5 separate regions of the Mus musculus genome follow, and regions 1, 2, 3 and 4 are each linked to region 5. Evidence: chromatin contacts called from public HiChIP or PLAC-seq and promoter capture Hi-C data. All regions are on one chromosome and are shown on one strand. Each heading gives the region's core, a stretch centred on a gene start, on an enhancer-like site or on the middle of the called end of the contact. The rest is flanking DNA. Distances are from core to core; before and after follow the strand shown. Region 1 holds the start of P2ry6 (pyrimidinergic receptor P2Y, G-protein coupled, 6). Region 2 holds the start of C2cd3 (C2 calcium-dependent domain containing 3). Region 3 holds the start of Arhgef17 (Rho guanine nucleotide exchange factor (GEF) 17). Region 4 holds the start of Fchsd2 (FCH and double SH3 domains 2). Region 5 holds the start of Plekhb1 (pleckstrin homology domain containing, family B (evectins) member 1).

Region 1 (2,700 bases), core at 118-2,617, 300 kb before region 5:
TTGCTATTACTACTACATCTTACAGATAGGAGAACTGAGATCCAGAGAGGGACAGACACTGGTTAAGGTCACACAGCAAATTCAAGCAGAGTTAACCAGTGCCATCTTATCCTTGGGCTAAGGGAAAATGCTTTCTGCCTCTGGGGCTTAGAGTATGAAAAATGGGCTTGGTTGGGAGCCTAGGGGATGGGGCAGGCTAGGACCACCAAGCAAGCTTTGTGTAGGGAATCTTGATCTTCCTACACCTGGAGCTGTGTTAGCTCCCTCACACAACTCCACTGTGAGGCTCTTCTTTCATGTATACATGCCAGGGAAGAGGACCAAGGGACAAGACACCTCTGCCTTGTCTTGGAACCCAGGCAAGGCCCCAGAGCCACCCCTCTGCTGGGGTAGGTCAGAGGGTGTATTTCCTCTTCTGGCCTGCAGAGGGCTTGCAGGCCAGGCTCTGGGCACAAATCAAAGCATTGGCGTTCCGAACTGAAGCAGGGCCCAGGAGCCTGCCTGGCCTTAGCTCCTGGCCTGCTTCCATCCTGTAGGGCTTGAGGTACGGTCTCCTCCAGGCTGGGTGGACTTCTCCAGAGAGAGACAGAAAGTGGTACAGGAAACGGAGACCTAGTAAATCCTAGTTCAGTCCACTTGAGGAGACCCTAACTCTACTCAACACACCTCTCTTGATTTTTCTCTAAAGCTCTCACCTCCGATCAGAGACTTTGCTCTGCACTCTCACTCCTAGTAAATGACACCAGACGAGGAGAAAGGGGATAGGGGATAATCCGATTGACAGGGAGGGGCTGTCCGGGCCAGTCAAGTACCCAGGCAGAGCTATCCATTGCCTTCTGCTGGTCCTGCCCAAGCCCCAGGATGGATGGAGGTTAGGGAGGAAGAGTCACCCCTGTTCTGCCCTTCTTCCAAGCCACCCTCTTTCTGAGGAGCCATTCTTGGTCCCTGGAGAGTGGTGTCTGGACATGCATGGTTGGAGTCACAGACAACAGATTCCTTAATCTTGGGGTCTGGGTCTCTCTTAATGAGCCTTCCAGGCACTGCTGAGAAACCAGGGTAATTGTTCCCTGTGGCAGTAATGAGCAGGAGCCAGGCTCTGTCCAAACTTGAGAGAGGCCAGGAGGGGAGCTGGTGTGTAGCTAGGAGCCTCCCTGTGCCCAGCCCTGGGCCTTGAGTGCTCCCTCCTTCCATCTTCCCAGGAACCCTCAGGCTAAACTGATGGTCCGACGGTCCCCATCGCTAGGCTGAGTGGGCAGAGCTAGGGGTGACTTGCTCCTAGTCCGGCAGTGGCTGACTCAGCCTTGTGCCAGACACTTGAGCAAGATCTCCAGATTGAGGCCTGAGAGACAGTGTCACTTCCCCTCCTGGTAGTCCCAGTTACCTCATCTGCCACCTCCCAGACTCCTGCACTCTGGGGCACAAGAACTGCCTGGTGGCAGGGGCTGCTTCGGGAGTCTAGCTTGCTCCAGTTCTCATGGCTTGCAGGCGGTTGCTGTGTCAGAGGGAGTTTTCAGGTAAGGGTGCTTCCCTCCTCCAGTGTTTGCCCGCTGTGCACACCATTGCAGTCCCGGGCTGGGTGCAGAAGGCTGAGCAGGTGTGGGTGGGTGTGGGGCCTTCTCCCTTCCTCTTATTTCCTCTACCAAGTTCTGCCCAGAACTAGGCTGCACAACACCGGGGGACAAGGCACAGAGGCCTGGAGTGGAGGAGGCAAGGAAATGGGGACCTGACTGTGTCTTGGGTGGGGAGGTGGAATACTGAGGCAGAGGTCAGAGTTTGACTTCTGAATGAAACATGACATTTTTTCCCCTTTCTGGGCCTCAACTTCTTACCTGTGAGTTCAAGTAGCTGAGCATGTGCCTGAGTATTGTCTATGCTAGATGATATAGCATATAAATGTGTTTAATCCCAGCAGAGGTAGGCAATCTCTGTGAGTTCAAGACTAGCCTCTTCTGCATAGTGCATCTCTTGTGTGTTGCAGGTCAGAAAGATCCTATCTCAAAAAAAAAAAAAAAAAAACCCAAAACTCTGTGTGTGTCAAATTTTAGAGAGTAAAGAGGGTCCCTTGGGGAGGGGCTGGGCGGGACTCTCAGAGCTGCTCAGGCGCCTTGGCAGGAACTAGCAGGAAGGATGCTAAAATACAATGTAGCCTGAGGTTAACTCCACTGGGAAAACGGATTCCCTGAGTCCAGGCACTGCTTGTTAAGGGGAAGAAAAGCAGAGTAATTGGATGTATCTGGGAGCAGGGCTAAATCCTTCTGAGGGTTTCTGTTCACATTTGCCTCTGCTGATCCTGACGGAGGAAAGGCAGGCAGGCGCCCCATATTTGGTACTGCTACCTCCGGAACGTACGAAGCTAGCTTTGTACCTGGCGCAGCCTTCCCAGCGCTAGGATTACATGCATGTACCAAGTGCTATGCCTTCCATGGTGCATCTGCATGTGTGTGCAAGACAAAGGTGTGGATGTGTAGTTCGTGAGTGTGTGTAGCTCCAGTGCCAGTGGGAGTTTCTACTGCTGAGACTCCATTTGGCTAGGATGAAGCTCAGCTTGTTGCAAAGCATGTCTGAAGCCCTGGGCTGGATCCTCAGCACTACAAGATACTGGGCATGGCAGTGAGTATCTGTCATGCCCCTACTCAGGATGTAGAAGCAGGAGGATCAGAAATTCAAGGTCATCCTCAGCTACGTAATGAGTTCAAGGCC
Region 2 (2,700 bases), core at 3-2,502, 290 kb after region 5:
ATTGTCTTTGCTGTCAAGACCATACAGTCAAGGACAGAGACTAACATTTTTAGGTTTGCTGCTACCTTTGGTTCTGGGTTCAAAATGTTAACGTCAAATCTTACTAGAGTTCAGAAAGGTGATGAATAATATGTAAATGAAGCGATCAGTTACAACTCTGGCTTTCCTTTCAGTCAGTACCTTTTCTGAAAGATTTAGAGAAGACTTAAAAACAAAACAAACAAACAAACAAACAAAACAAAAAAAACCAAGAGTTTTTCTGCAGGCGGATCAAGTTCAAGGCCAGCCTGGGGTTCATAGGGCCCCCTTATAGGAGCTGGATAACTAAGAGGATTTAAGTTGGATTCAAGTCATTCTAAGTGAGGAGCAGTCCATATATGCACATATGTTTCCATTTCAACGAATTATCCCTGCGCTTTATGGTAGATCTTTTTCTTCATGCTACAGGACACAAACTGTTTTAGTTGAAAAAACTCCTTGTATTGATTCCTGATGAGATCTCAGTATATTCTTATGAAGCGCAATCGCTTCCCAAGGAAAAAATCAGAGAAGTAGAAGGGTATATATATATATAAGTGGTTTTATTTGCTTTTTGAGTAAGCTTGGGTTACAGGTTTCACGATGTCCTCTATCACACACCCTTTCACCATCTAAGGTTTTTCCGGACAGAGTTATGTCCCTTCCCCCTACTCCGAATACCTCTAACACACATACGTGTATCCCTGTCGTAAAAAGAGCACGTTTAATTTTGTTGTTCTCCTATCCGTATCTATTAATCCTCACTTGCCTCATTTATCGACCCTCAGGCGCTACTTCCTTTCCATTCTTTAAAAAAAAAAAAAATTCTCTTAACTTTCTGGTTCCCTAGTTAGTCTCTCTTCCGTCCTCTTTTGTTTTGTTTTGTTTTGTTTAACCGGAGCGGGTGGAAGTCTCCTTAGAATTCTTTAGCCCTTTTATGCTTTTCTCAACCTTAAAGAAATAAAGTTACCTCTCTTTTTGCGCCCACGGCCGCCCCCAGGCCCTTGGCCTTTCCGTTGTTTCATCCCGAGCCTGGGCCCTTCGTCACAAATTCAACGCAGGTGCCAGCTCCTAAGCTGTACGCTCCCGCCATCCCTTCCCACGGCGCCTGCGTTCCCCGGCAACGGGCGCCGCTGGGAAGCCTGGGACGCAGGAAGAAACACTCTTTCACCAACAGTTCCCGGAAAGCGGTGCCAAAAGAAGGCGCCAATTAGAGCCCCTGCAAATGGACTACAACACCCATGATGCTTTGCTTCCCTACCTTGGCCAAGTTGGACCAGGGCACCTGCATCTGCGCAAGCGCAAATTGATACACTATTTGAGGACTTCATTGTCCAGCATGCATTGCCTTCAAGAGGTCTCTTCCTGCTAGGGTTGTCGAGTTCTCTGATAGGAGTCTGAGAGATCCGCAGACTCCGTTACCCAGTTTCCTTTGTGCGAAGGCTGTTGCGCACTTCCGGTGGAAGCGCTGCGGCGAGGGGGCGGGGCTTACTGAGCCAGTGGGCGGTAGGCGGCGCTGCCGGTGGCTGGTTGCTGTCCAAAGGCGACTGGGCGTCGTTAGAGGAGAGAGCTGTGACCGGTTGTACTGCACGTATCGTGGGACGGACCTTGGGCCACTGTTGTCGACGTGCGGCCTCCCTTTGATGTCGGCCCTTGAAAAAAGCATGCACCTCGGCCGCCTACCTTCTCGCCCTCCTCTACCCGGCAGCGGGGGCAGTCAGAGCGGAGCCAAGATGCGGATGGGGTACGTGACTTGTACCACTCTCCCAGGAGACCAGGCCCAGGCCATTGGAGATTGGTGTCTGGGCATTCAGAGTGCCACGGGAAGGGACGCTGTGAATTGGAGGAAATGCTGGCCTTGGCCTGGAGGTGTTTAGATAGAGTAGAAGGTAGATTTGGGGACTAGGTGAGGCGCTAAGGGAGTAGTCCACTGGAGGACTGATAACATTGTTGGAGAAGGGGAATAAGGACAAGGTTGAGAAAATGAAAGGATAATCTAAGGGATGACGGGAATCAACTCTAGAAGTGATGAGTCTGGGAGAAAGAGTGAATCAGTGAGATGAGGAGAAATCTGGCATCGTTGAGGGGAATAGGGAATGACTGAGAGAAAAGTTGACGGGTTTGGGGAATCAAGTAAGTGAGCCAGGAGTAAGAAGGTTTTTACCTGAGGGTTATAGAAAACATCTGAGGCAAAGACTAGGGAGTAGAAGGTTCTAGAGAAAGTTTCCAGAAGTGTAAGAGTCAAGTTCAGAGAATGAGGGGGTGAATCAGAAAACTTGGAGAATAGGCCTAAGGAAAGACAGAGAACATGGCTAGGGGACTGTTATCAAGGGAGTGAGCCCAGAGGCTAGGGAAATAGGGGGGGTGTGATGAGGAAGACAGCTGAGTTTGGAACAGTGACCACTGATATCCCAGAGACTGAGAAATAATTTCGAGTAGGATTTGTTAAATGGAAGCACTGGAGAGGTAAAATCTGAAAACCAAAGAAGATTTTGTCAATTGTTTTGTTTTGCCAAGCAAATGGGACCTGAGGGAAACTATCTATTGGTCTAAGAATTAGACTTAGTGAAGCACTGGGAGTAACCACTTAACAATAAAATGGGAGTAAATGGTTTGCTGGAAAGGGAGTAGGGCTTGAGTGTGTGTGTGTGCTTATGTGTGTGGGTTAGAAACATTTATTAA
Region 3 (2,700 bases), core at 8-2,507, 270 kb before region 5:
TATCCCCAAGGGTGGCCTAAGGATTAAATAAAATACTTAAAATGTTACCCGTACGTCCTAGGCAGTCCATATATTTTCATTCATTTAGGTGTGGAGTCCTACATTTAAAGCCTCTGGGCAAAAAGGGACCTAACAGAGGTGCGAAGTTGACATCCCAGTAACCAGAACAATTTTAGACTTGCTAGACTGCAGCAGGAGCGGGAGGGGAGGTCTAGGGTAGATCATTGTTGCAGCGGGAGAGACACCTTCCTGGTCTGGAGGGTGGAGCACCCACAGGTAGGAGTATAGGTTTGGCGGAGGGAAGTTGAGGGCGTTCCCGTGCAAACACCTTTTGTGCAGGAGGCCAAAGAAAGGGCAGAGTGCTTGCCAAAGGGGGCAGGAAACGCCTGTAAGCAAGTGAAACCTTCCTAACCCTTCTATGGTTGGTTGTGGGAAGATGAAGTTTTATCTCTACGGAGTTTGGAGAAAGCGGAGAATCTTGCCCGCAGAGGGCGCAAGAGCAACGTACCCCGACCGCAGAAAGACGTGGGGAGCGGAGTCTTAGAGATTAGAGGACGCCAGGCCTTAGAGGGCAGGGGGCGTGGCAACTGGAAAAATGGCGGGGGAAGTTGTGTGTAATAGTCCTGAGTGGTGGGACTGCTAAAGCAGCATTGGGTGGGTTAAGGGACAGTCAGCGAGGGACAAACCAGAGGGAGGTGGGAGATAGGTGGAGCGTTTGGGAGAGTGAGGGGCGGGACATGGGCGTGGTGCGGCGGGATTCGCCACTGAAGGATGAGTACGGGGCGTGGTCTGAGCAAGGTGGGGAACCACAAGCGCTCCGGTGGGCCTGCCCCACCTACGTCTCCCTGGGCCCCACCTCTTTTCCGGCCAGGAGAGTTTCTGCGTGTACCTGAGTTTCGGTGTGTACCTGAGTTTTTGGGTCTTGGGTTGCCATGTTGGAGCCCCTGCGGCAGAGGTTCCCGCGTGAAAGCGGGGACTACTTTATGCAGAGCTGTCCACTCTCAGCTCCTGTGGGTATCTGAAGGAGTCCCCAGGGAGGATCAGCCCGCGGCTTTCGCAGCCGACTCCCCTAGAGGGTCGTTTTGGTCTACAAAAGTCCTAGCATCCTGTTTCTCCTTCGGCTCCTCCCCGATTCCCTCCCCCCACAGTGTTCCCAGCCTCGCGCGCTCCCGGAGCCCACCCCCTCTTTTGGGCGCCAGGCCCCGCCCCCCGCCCCCTTTCCTCTGCCTCAAAGTTTATTTGCAACAAAAGGGAGCAGAGAGCTAGCTGCTTAGAGGGAGGGAAAGGGAGCTGGAGCGGGAGCTCGAGGGGAGGCAGGCGGGCCGCCGGGCTTGGCAGGCGGACTTTGAGTGCAGGAACCGAGCCTTAGGCCCCTCACCGGCAGGACCGCGATGTCCCTGGCCTCTCCCGCAGAGGCTAAGGCTGGGCCTGGGGTCGCCGCAGGGGCGAGAGGGGCCGCCCAGGATGGAACTCCTGCCTTTTGTAGCCGCGGAAACTTGATCTTCGACTGATAAACCTCTGCTCACGTCTCCGCACCCTCCTCCACAGCCGCCGCACGCTGCGGGTGCAGGACCCAGGCTCTCGGACCGTGGCCACTGCGCGCCCTCGGAGTGGGAGTGCAGGGGGGGTTGGCCGCGGCGTCCCGAGGCCAGCCCCCCCGGAGTGACTAGCACCAACCATGGCGGACGGGTCACCTCGACCCCCACTTTATCGCAGCGTCTCGTTTAAACTGCTGGAGCGCTGGAGCGGCGGACCGGGGCCGAGGGAGGAGGACGCGGACACCCCTGGGTTGCGGCGCCGAGCTTCGTGCCGGCCAGCCGCGGCAGTCCCGGGCCAGCCCTCCCGGCGCGTGTCCAAGCTGGCGTCGGGGCCCCCGGCCGCCCCCGCGCAGCCGCGCCCGCTCCGCAGCCTCTCGCCATCGGTGCGCCAGCTCTCCCGGCGCTTCGACGCGGCGGGTCTGGACGACGACTCCACTGGTACCCGGGACGGGGGCTGCTCCTCCGGCACCACAGAAGAAGCTGCGGAAGGCTCTGAACGTGGGGCCTGGCCCAGCGTCACAGAGATGCGCAAACTCTTCGGCGGTCCGAGCTCCAGACGACCCAGTATGGACTCTGAGGCCCTGGGGTCGACCAGCCCCGACAGAGTTTCGTGGGAGCCCCCAACTCGCGATCCCCGGCAACCTCCGACGCCACCTCCTCGAACGTGCTTTCCTCTGGCTGGCCTGCGTTCTGCGCGGCCGCTGTCCGGGCCCGGGATCGAGGGGAGGCGACGTCGGCAGCACCAGCAACAGGAGCGGGCGCAGCGTCCGGCGGATGGTTTACATTCTTGGCATAGCTTCTCCCAACCGCAGGCCGGGGCCCGGGCCTCCTCCTCCTCCTCCATTGCCTCCTCCTATCCTGTCAGCCGCAGCCGGGCTGCTAGTTCCAGCGAGGAGGAAGAGGAGGGACCGCAGTCGCAGCTTGGGCCTCAGAGTCCGGCCTACCTCGGCGGCCACTCTTCGGGCAGTGACGAGGACCCAAATGGTGAGGATGGCCGTCGCTGGAGAGGGAGAGGTCTCCGGCCTGGACGCTCTCAGTTGGTTCACGGCTGCAGCCAGGACAGTGACGAGCTAAATCCGGGAGGCTTGGGATCAGCGGGGGGTGTCGGGAGCCCCGAACCTCCGACGTCTCCAAGAACCTCAATGGATGAGTGGGGTACTGG
Region 4 (2,700 bases), core at 21-2,520, 450 kb before region 5:
CGTGCAGGGGGAAAGGGGGAGGATCAGTAACTGGGCAAAAAAATCAGATTAAGAAGAGAAAAGAAAGGGAAGCATAGATGATGAGTTACTCATAAGGCAAATGTTTGCCCACAAGGGAAGGATGTAACTGTCTCTACCCACTGCTCAGAGTAGATACCTAGTATCCATCTGAAAGATTTAAAAAGGCAAGGACACAGCCTTGGCAGTGCGGAAAGGTGTAGAAGGGAGCAGCCGAGTTGCTGGCAGCCCCAGAGCACCGTCACTGCCACCCAGGCCATCCAAACCCCAACCGTAGTGCTCAAACCATGCAACGCCAGGTTCTGGATTTCGTACTGGAAGCTCTGCTGTTTTCCTGGCCCCCTAGCCCGAGGCGGGGCAAAAGGGATGGGGGGTGGGGGTTAAGCAGGACCCGTCAATCCTTAATTTGCTTTCCCTTGGGGTGGGAGGGCGGAGACCGTTCCAACTTCTTTTCCGCAGCCCCGTGGGGGGAAAAAAAGGCCAAATCTTGAGGCGAGACTTGAAACAAATCCCCCCGCGAATTTGCCAATGGGTGGAGTGTCGACAAGCGACTGGAGGGCTCGAACCTGGCGCAGACTAAACAATCCGTCACGCACAAGGCTCTGCAAATCTGCAGGGGCTCCCCCGCCTCTCCCCCATACAGCTCTGAGAATGCACTTTGCTCTGGGCAGCACTGCCATGCAGACAGACACACACATGCATGCCCGAAAGAAAAAAAAAAAAAAAAAAAACTCCAGCGAGTGTCTCGGGGGGAGGGAGGTGTCCTCCCTAGTACTGAGGAGCACTGGCCGCCCCTCCGTCAGAAAGACACCCCGTACACGCGACCCCCTGCTTGGGGCGGGCGGCAACTCTGACAAGCCAAGAAGCTAGAGTGGTCACGGTCCCTTGCGGGAAGGGGGAGGGGGCGCAGCGGTCGCCCCAGCCGCGTTCTTTGTACGCACCGCCACCCCCCAAATCTCCAAAGCCCCCCGCCAGCTGCGCCCTTACCTTCCTCGGCGGCGGCTGCATGATGCTGAAGGGACATCAATCCTCCGCCCACCCCTGACGGCGGCGTTTAAAGGACTGTGAGGGTGAGGAGGGTTGGAGAAAATGGGGCGGCCCAGCAAGCCAGGGCGCGCGCTTGTGTGTGTGTGAAAGGAGAGCCTGGGAAGGAGAAGGAAGAGGAATCGGCCCGGAGGCTGCGAGGCAGGCGAGCGGCAGGAGCAGCCGGGTCGCAGCGAGTGTGGAGAGAAGGAGGAGCGCCGGGAAGGCCTGGGGCCCGGGCGGCCCGGGGGGTGTGTGAGGGAAGGAGGCGGAGACGGCCAGGGGGCGGGGGCCGCCGGGGGGGGGGGGCTCGCGGCTCGCCGGGCGGCTGAGGAGGAGCGGCCGCGTCGTCCGCGCTCGCCGCCTGCCGCGGCCCGGCTGCAGCTGGCTGACGCGGCGGCCCCCCACCCACTCGGGCAGCCCGGCCCTCGCGGTGCCCAACGCCCCCGCCCGGCCCGGGAAGGAGGAAGGCGGCGCCACGCTCCCCTGTTAGAGCTCCGCCAACCACTCAGGCCGCGGGAATTTCCGGCCCCTGGCGCGCGCCACAGCGCCCCGCTCCGGCTGCAGAGGGGATGCGCTCCCGGCCACACCGCCTGCTTCAGAGTGGAGGGGGGGAGGTTAGCCAGGCCGCGCCACGGGGCTCCGGATCTCGGTGTGAGAAAGGGGGAAACTTCACGGATTGTTCGGCCGAGGGGAACGGTGGGGACGGGAACGGGACTCGAGAACTACCCCAGTTCTCTCCGACGATGGAACGTTCCGGACGCTTCCCGTCCTCCCTCCCCCCACACCGAGCAGGCAGCTGGGGGCTTCCCGCGCGCCTTCCCGCCAGCCCGCTGGGGCGCGCGACTCCTCCGGGAGCGCGCACGTGGGAGGGAGAGGACTCTGCTCCGACGCACGCGCACAGGCCGCCCCCGCCTCCCGCCTGCATCTGCGGCTGCACAGTTTGTGTGGGAATTTGGCAGGAGTCGAGGGGGGCTAGGCTCATAGTGGGATTGTTTGCAATAAGGAAGGAGGTACCTAAGAGGATTCGGGATTTTGCTTTCTCTCAGTCCCTCAGCGTACCCTCCCTCCTAGTCAGCTAAACGTGCACTGAGAAATTTAGCATGAACAAGTCCTTTTACAACTAGCCGCAGGTGCCAGACCTATGCCATTGGAGGACAGGTGAAATAACCTAAAATTGCCAGGCAAAGGAATGGATGCCCTATTCCAGAGTACTTAGCCAGACCTCGTGGAGTCAACTGAGGAAAAGAATGAAAATCTCTTGAATCGGTCACTCCCATATCACAGATAGGAAGGCTGGTGTCCGCAGAGAATTGGAGCCATTCTCAAGGTCACATGGCATGCCTAGAATCCCAAGGGCTGAGTGTGAGGAGGGGTATCTTGCTTGGTGTTAGGGCGCATGCCTAGCAGCCAGAGAGGCCCTGAGTTCATCACTAGCATGGCAGAGGAAAGGATTAGGTGAGATTAAGAACCATAGGGAGACAGCAAGGGCCATGGAGGAAGCCTCTGAAGGAAGCCCTTGTCTGGAAGGGAGGACTTCTAGGTCAACTCACTTTGCCTGTCCTGAACTACTTGAATAAACTCAACCTCATCTGGCAATGACAATGCTCTTTCTCCTCAGGGTCCTATCAGGCACCTTCTCACTCTGTCCAGACCACC
Region 5 (2,700 bases), core at 201-2,700:
TGTCACCCTTCTTTCTGTCCTGACAGCTTTTCTTTAACTGTTAAGCACCTTGTCACCTTGCCACCTTCATGGCCAGTCTGTCAGTGCCACTCTTCTGTCCCTGCCGCTTCTTCTATCAGTTACCAGCTGACATGTACCACAGTAGGTAAGAAATTGCCCGGAGAAGCTTTCTATTAGGCCTAATGAGCAACACCAGAGAAGGAAGGTGTCTTTGGTGACTAAATGAGGCTGAGCAACCCACTTATACAGTCAGCGGCCTCGTGTTGGACCCATCTCCTCCTGACCGCTTTAATGCCAGTCACAGGCACGGAGGGAGGTTTGCTTTTGGAACAATCGATGCTTTGCTTCTGGAGAACAGTTACAGCAGTCCCTCTCTAGGCCACTAGAGGACGCGTGTCCCTCTCTAGTAGATGGAGACAGCTGGTCGCAGCCGGTTCACCTAGAGTTCACCAAGCCTAGTAATCCAAACCGCTGGAAACAGCCCAGGCTGAAGCTGCTTTCCGGAGTTGGCGTCATCAGCTGTTATCCTGCGCATCCCCGTGGCTGTTTGACTTAAAAGCCTTTTTTTTTTTTTCCTCAAGGTAACCAGAGCAGCAAAGGAGAATCTTCAGAGCTGCTAATGAGGGAGTCAGATCACCCTGCCCCCAAACCTCTGCGTATGTGCAGGAAAATGAACTTCAGGAGTATCTAGATGAGAATTTAACTGATCATTATCAACATAATAGCGACTATAGAAGTATTTTAGCGGCTTAACCTGCCAATATTCTCGGGAGAGATAGCTCCCTGTCTCCCTTCCTTCCTTCCCGTTCCTTTCCACTCTTCCCTCCTCCCTTCAACTTCCTTCTCTTTTTCTTCCATCTGTCTATTTCTTTTTTTGTTTTTGTTTTGTTTGTTTGTTTGTTTGTTTTTTGTTTTTCGAGACAGGGTTTCTCTTTATAGCCCTGGCTGTCCTGGAACTCACTTTGTAGACCAGGCTGGCCTCGAACTCAGAAATCCGCCTGCCTCTGCCTCCCGAGTGCTGGGATTAAAGGCATGTGCCACCACGCCCGGCTCTTGTTTTGTTTTTTGAGACAGGGTTTCTCTGTGTAGCCCTGGCTGTCCTGGAACTCACTCTGTAGACCAGGCTGGCCTCAAACTCAAATCCGCCTGCCTCTGCCTCCCAAGTGCTGGGGTTAAAGGCGTGCGCCACCACTGCCCGGCATCTGTCTCTTTCTCTCCTTCCTCCCATCCCGGTTATAGAAAGGAGAAAAATTAGTCAAAATTGGGTAGGGTTGAGACTTTCCAGAGACCAGAGAATGAGTTAAAGGCACAGAGATGAAAAACAGCGTAGTTTGAAAGATGCGGTTGCTGGGGCTGCTAAGAGGGGATGAGCTACTGGCTAATAGGATCTGTTGTGCTAAATCCCCCAGAGCACGCACAGCACGAAAGGGCTGAAGCACTGGGGTGGCTCTGGGTCAAGATTAAAGAGACCGGGGAGCCAAGAAGGGAGACTTAAGGAGCCAGGCCGCACAGCCACGACTGGGGAGATGGAGATGGACACAGCCTGCTAGGCCTCAGAATGAAAACTTAGCCCTGCCCTAAACTGGGCCAGAGAACCTGCCTTGCCCCATCTCCAGTCTCCTTTATTCCACCCTCCTCCCTACCCTATCTTGGAGACCTGGATCAACACCACCTCGGAATCACCAGGTGACTTGGCCAAAAACAGAAGGACAGAGGAGATCTCAGCCAGGAAAGCCCGGGAGGGGGCTGGAAAAGAGGGTGACTTTCTTTAGGACTGGTGCGGTCCCTCCCTACCTCTCCCTTCAGCGCCTGCTTGGTAGCTCTTTCCTGATCCCTTTATCTCTAAGGCAGAGTCAAGCCCCACTTCTGGAACCTTCTTGGGGATGCAGCTCTGACCATCAGGAACCATGAGCCCGGCAACCCCGGTAAGGACGAGTTTCTGGGGTAGGAAGAAGTAAGGGGGGGGCTTCCCAAATAGGTAATGCCCTGGTCTCTGGGATTCTCTGCTCCTGCAGAGGTGGGGAATGGACTGAGCTAGTCAAAGTAGCGACTGTGGAGGGTCGGATCCAGGGGACAGGACCATGTAACCCGCTAATCATATGACCTAACCCCCTGTTTTGACCGTATTTCCCCCAGGCAGTCACTATACACACGGTCCACTGCCTCCCAGTCCTTGTTCTAGCCTGGTACCCTCTGCAGCGCTATCCCTTGCCAACCCACATCTTCTCCCCAACCCCTCATTCATCTTCTAAGCCTACTAAAGACCTGGACTTTCCAGCAGTGCTTATGTGAGGTTCTTTGATCCACACTGGGGAAATGTTACTTCCCCTTCACGACCCCTCAGCTTCCTTGGGGAAGCCTTTCTGAACCCCTTGGGCAAAGAGCGACTTCCTCCTGGGTAAGCCACACTCTTTGCATTGGCTACTTTCACCTCCAGTCTCCTCCAGTAGACTGGTAGCTAGAGTTGTATTGGGAGGGCTCCATGCTGCGTTATAGCACTGTGGTGCTTTACAGAGCTAGAGAACGCTAACATCCGAAACCGGGATGGAGCCTGGCTTCTCTCTGCACTCTGTGTGTGTGTGTGTGTGTGTGTGTGTGTGTGTGTGTGTGTGTGTTGTGATGTGTAGTTTGTTTGAAGAGTTGTTTGTGAAGTGGTAGTGAGGAATCTAATATATAGCCCAGTCTGGCTTTACTATGTAG

The links. HiChIP or PLAC-seq counts read pairs in DNA pulled down with a chosen protein or histone mark. Capture Hi-C pulls out chosen DNA fragments and counts their contacts.
Region 1: a contact with region 5 is called in a promoter capture Hi-C map of pancreatic islet. The contact joins the promoter of P2ry6 here to the promoter of Plekhb1 in region 5. A contact is called at or near these places in 1 of 15 datasets of contacts at CTCF or cohesin (large pre-B cells) and 1 of 9 other capture datasets (pancreatic islet).
Region 2: a promoter capture Hi-C map of pancreatic islet shows a contact between it and region 5. The contact joins the promoter of C2cd3 here to the promoter of Plekhb1 in region 5. A contact is called at or near these places in 7 of 39 promoter capture datasets (the 3T3-L1 cell line, the C10 cell line, hematopoietic stem and progenitor cells and 3 more), 1 of 115 datasets of contacts at active chromatin or transcription factors (large pre-B cells) and 4 of 9 other capture datasets (adipose tissue, liver, macrophages and 1 more).
Region 3: a contact with region 5 is called in an H3K27ac HiChIP or PLAC-seq map of microglia, with 6 times the contacts expected there. The contact joins the promoter of Arhgef17 here to the promoter of Plekhb1 in region 5. A contact is called at or near these places in 5 of 115 datasets of contacts at active chromatin or transcription factors (embryonic limb bud, embryonic stem cells, large pre-B cells and 2 more) and 1 of 9 other capture datasets (liver).
Region 4: an H3K27ac HiChIP or PLAC-seq map of large pre-B cells shows a contact between it and region 5, with 2.1 times the contacts expected there. The contact joins the promoter of Fchsd2 here to the promoter of Plekhb1 in region 5. A contact is called at or near these places in 1 of 39 promoter capture datasets (pre-B cells) and 1 of 115 datasets of contacts at active chromatin or transcription factors (large pre-B cells).

What each region holds. Positions count from the first base shown.
Region 1 is chr7:100,963,033-100,965,732 of GRCm38.p6, reverse strand. It overlaps P2ry6 (pyrimidinergic receptor P2Y, G-protein coupled, 6), which reads left to right and starts at 1,367. Exons shown (of 3, transcript NM_183168.2): 1 at 1,367-1,514.
Region 2 is chr7:100,370,785-100,373,484 of GRCm38.p6, reverse strand. C2cd3 (C2 calcium-dependent domain containing 3) reads right to left here and starts at 1,252. Exons shown (of 33, transcript NM_001017985.3): 1 at 989-1,252. The coding sequence starts at 1,043. Ppme1 (protein phosphatase methylesterase 1) reads left to right here and starts at 1,589. Exons shown (of 14, transcript NM_028292.2): 1 at 1,589-1,762. The coding sequence starts at 1,662.
Region 3 is chr7:100,930,718-100,933,417 of GRCm38.p6, reverse strand. It overlaps Arhgef17 (Rho guanine nucleotide exchange factor (GEF) 17), which reads left to right and starts at 1,257. Exons shown (of 21, transcript NM_001081116.1): 1 at 1,257-2,700. The coding sequence starts at 1,679.
Region 4 is chr7:101,107,345-101,110,044 of GRCm38.p6, reverse strand. It overlaps Fchsd2 (FCH and double SH3 domains 2), which reads right to left and starts at 1,270. Exons shown (of 20, transcript NM_001146010.1): 1 at 1,006-1,270. The coding sequence starts at 1,026.
Region 5 is chr7:100,661,144-100,663,843 of GRCm38.p6, reverse strand. It overlaps Plekhb1 (pleckstrin homology domain containing, family B (evectins) member 1), which reads left to right and starts at 1,450. Exons shown (of 9, transcript NM_013746.3): 1 at 1,450-1,686; 2 at 1,852-1,925. The coding sequence starts at 1,908.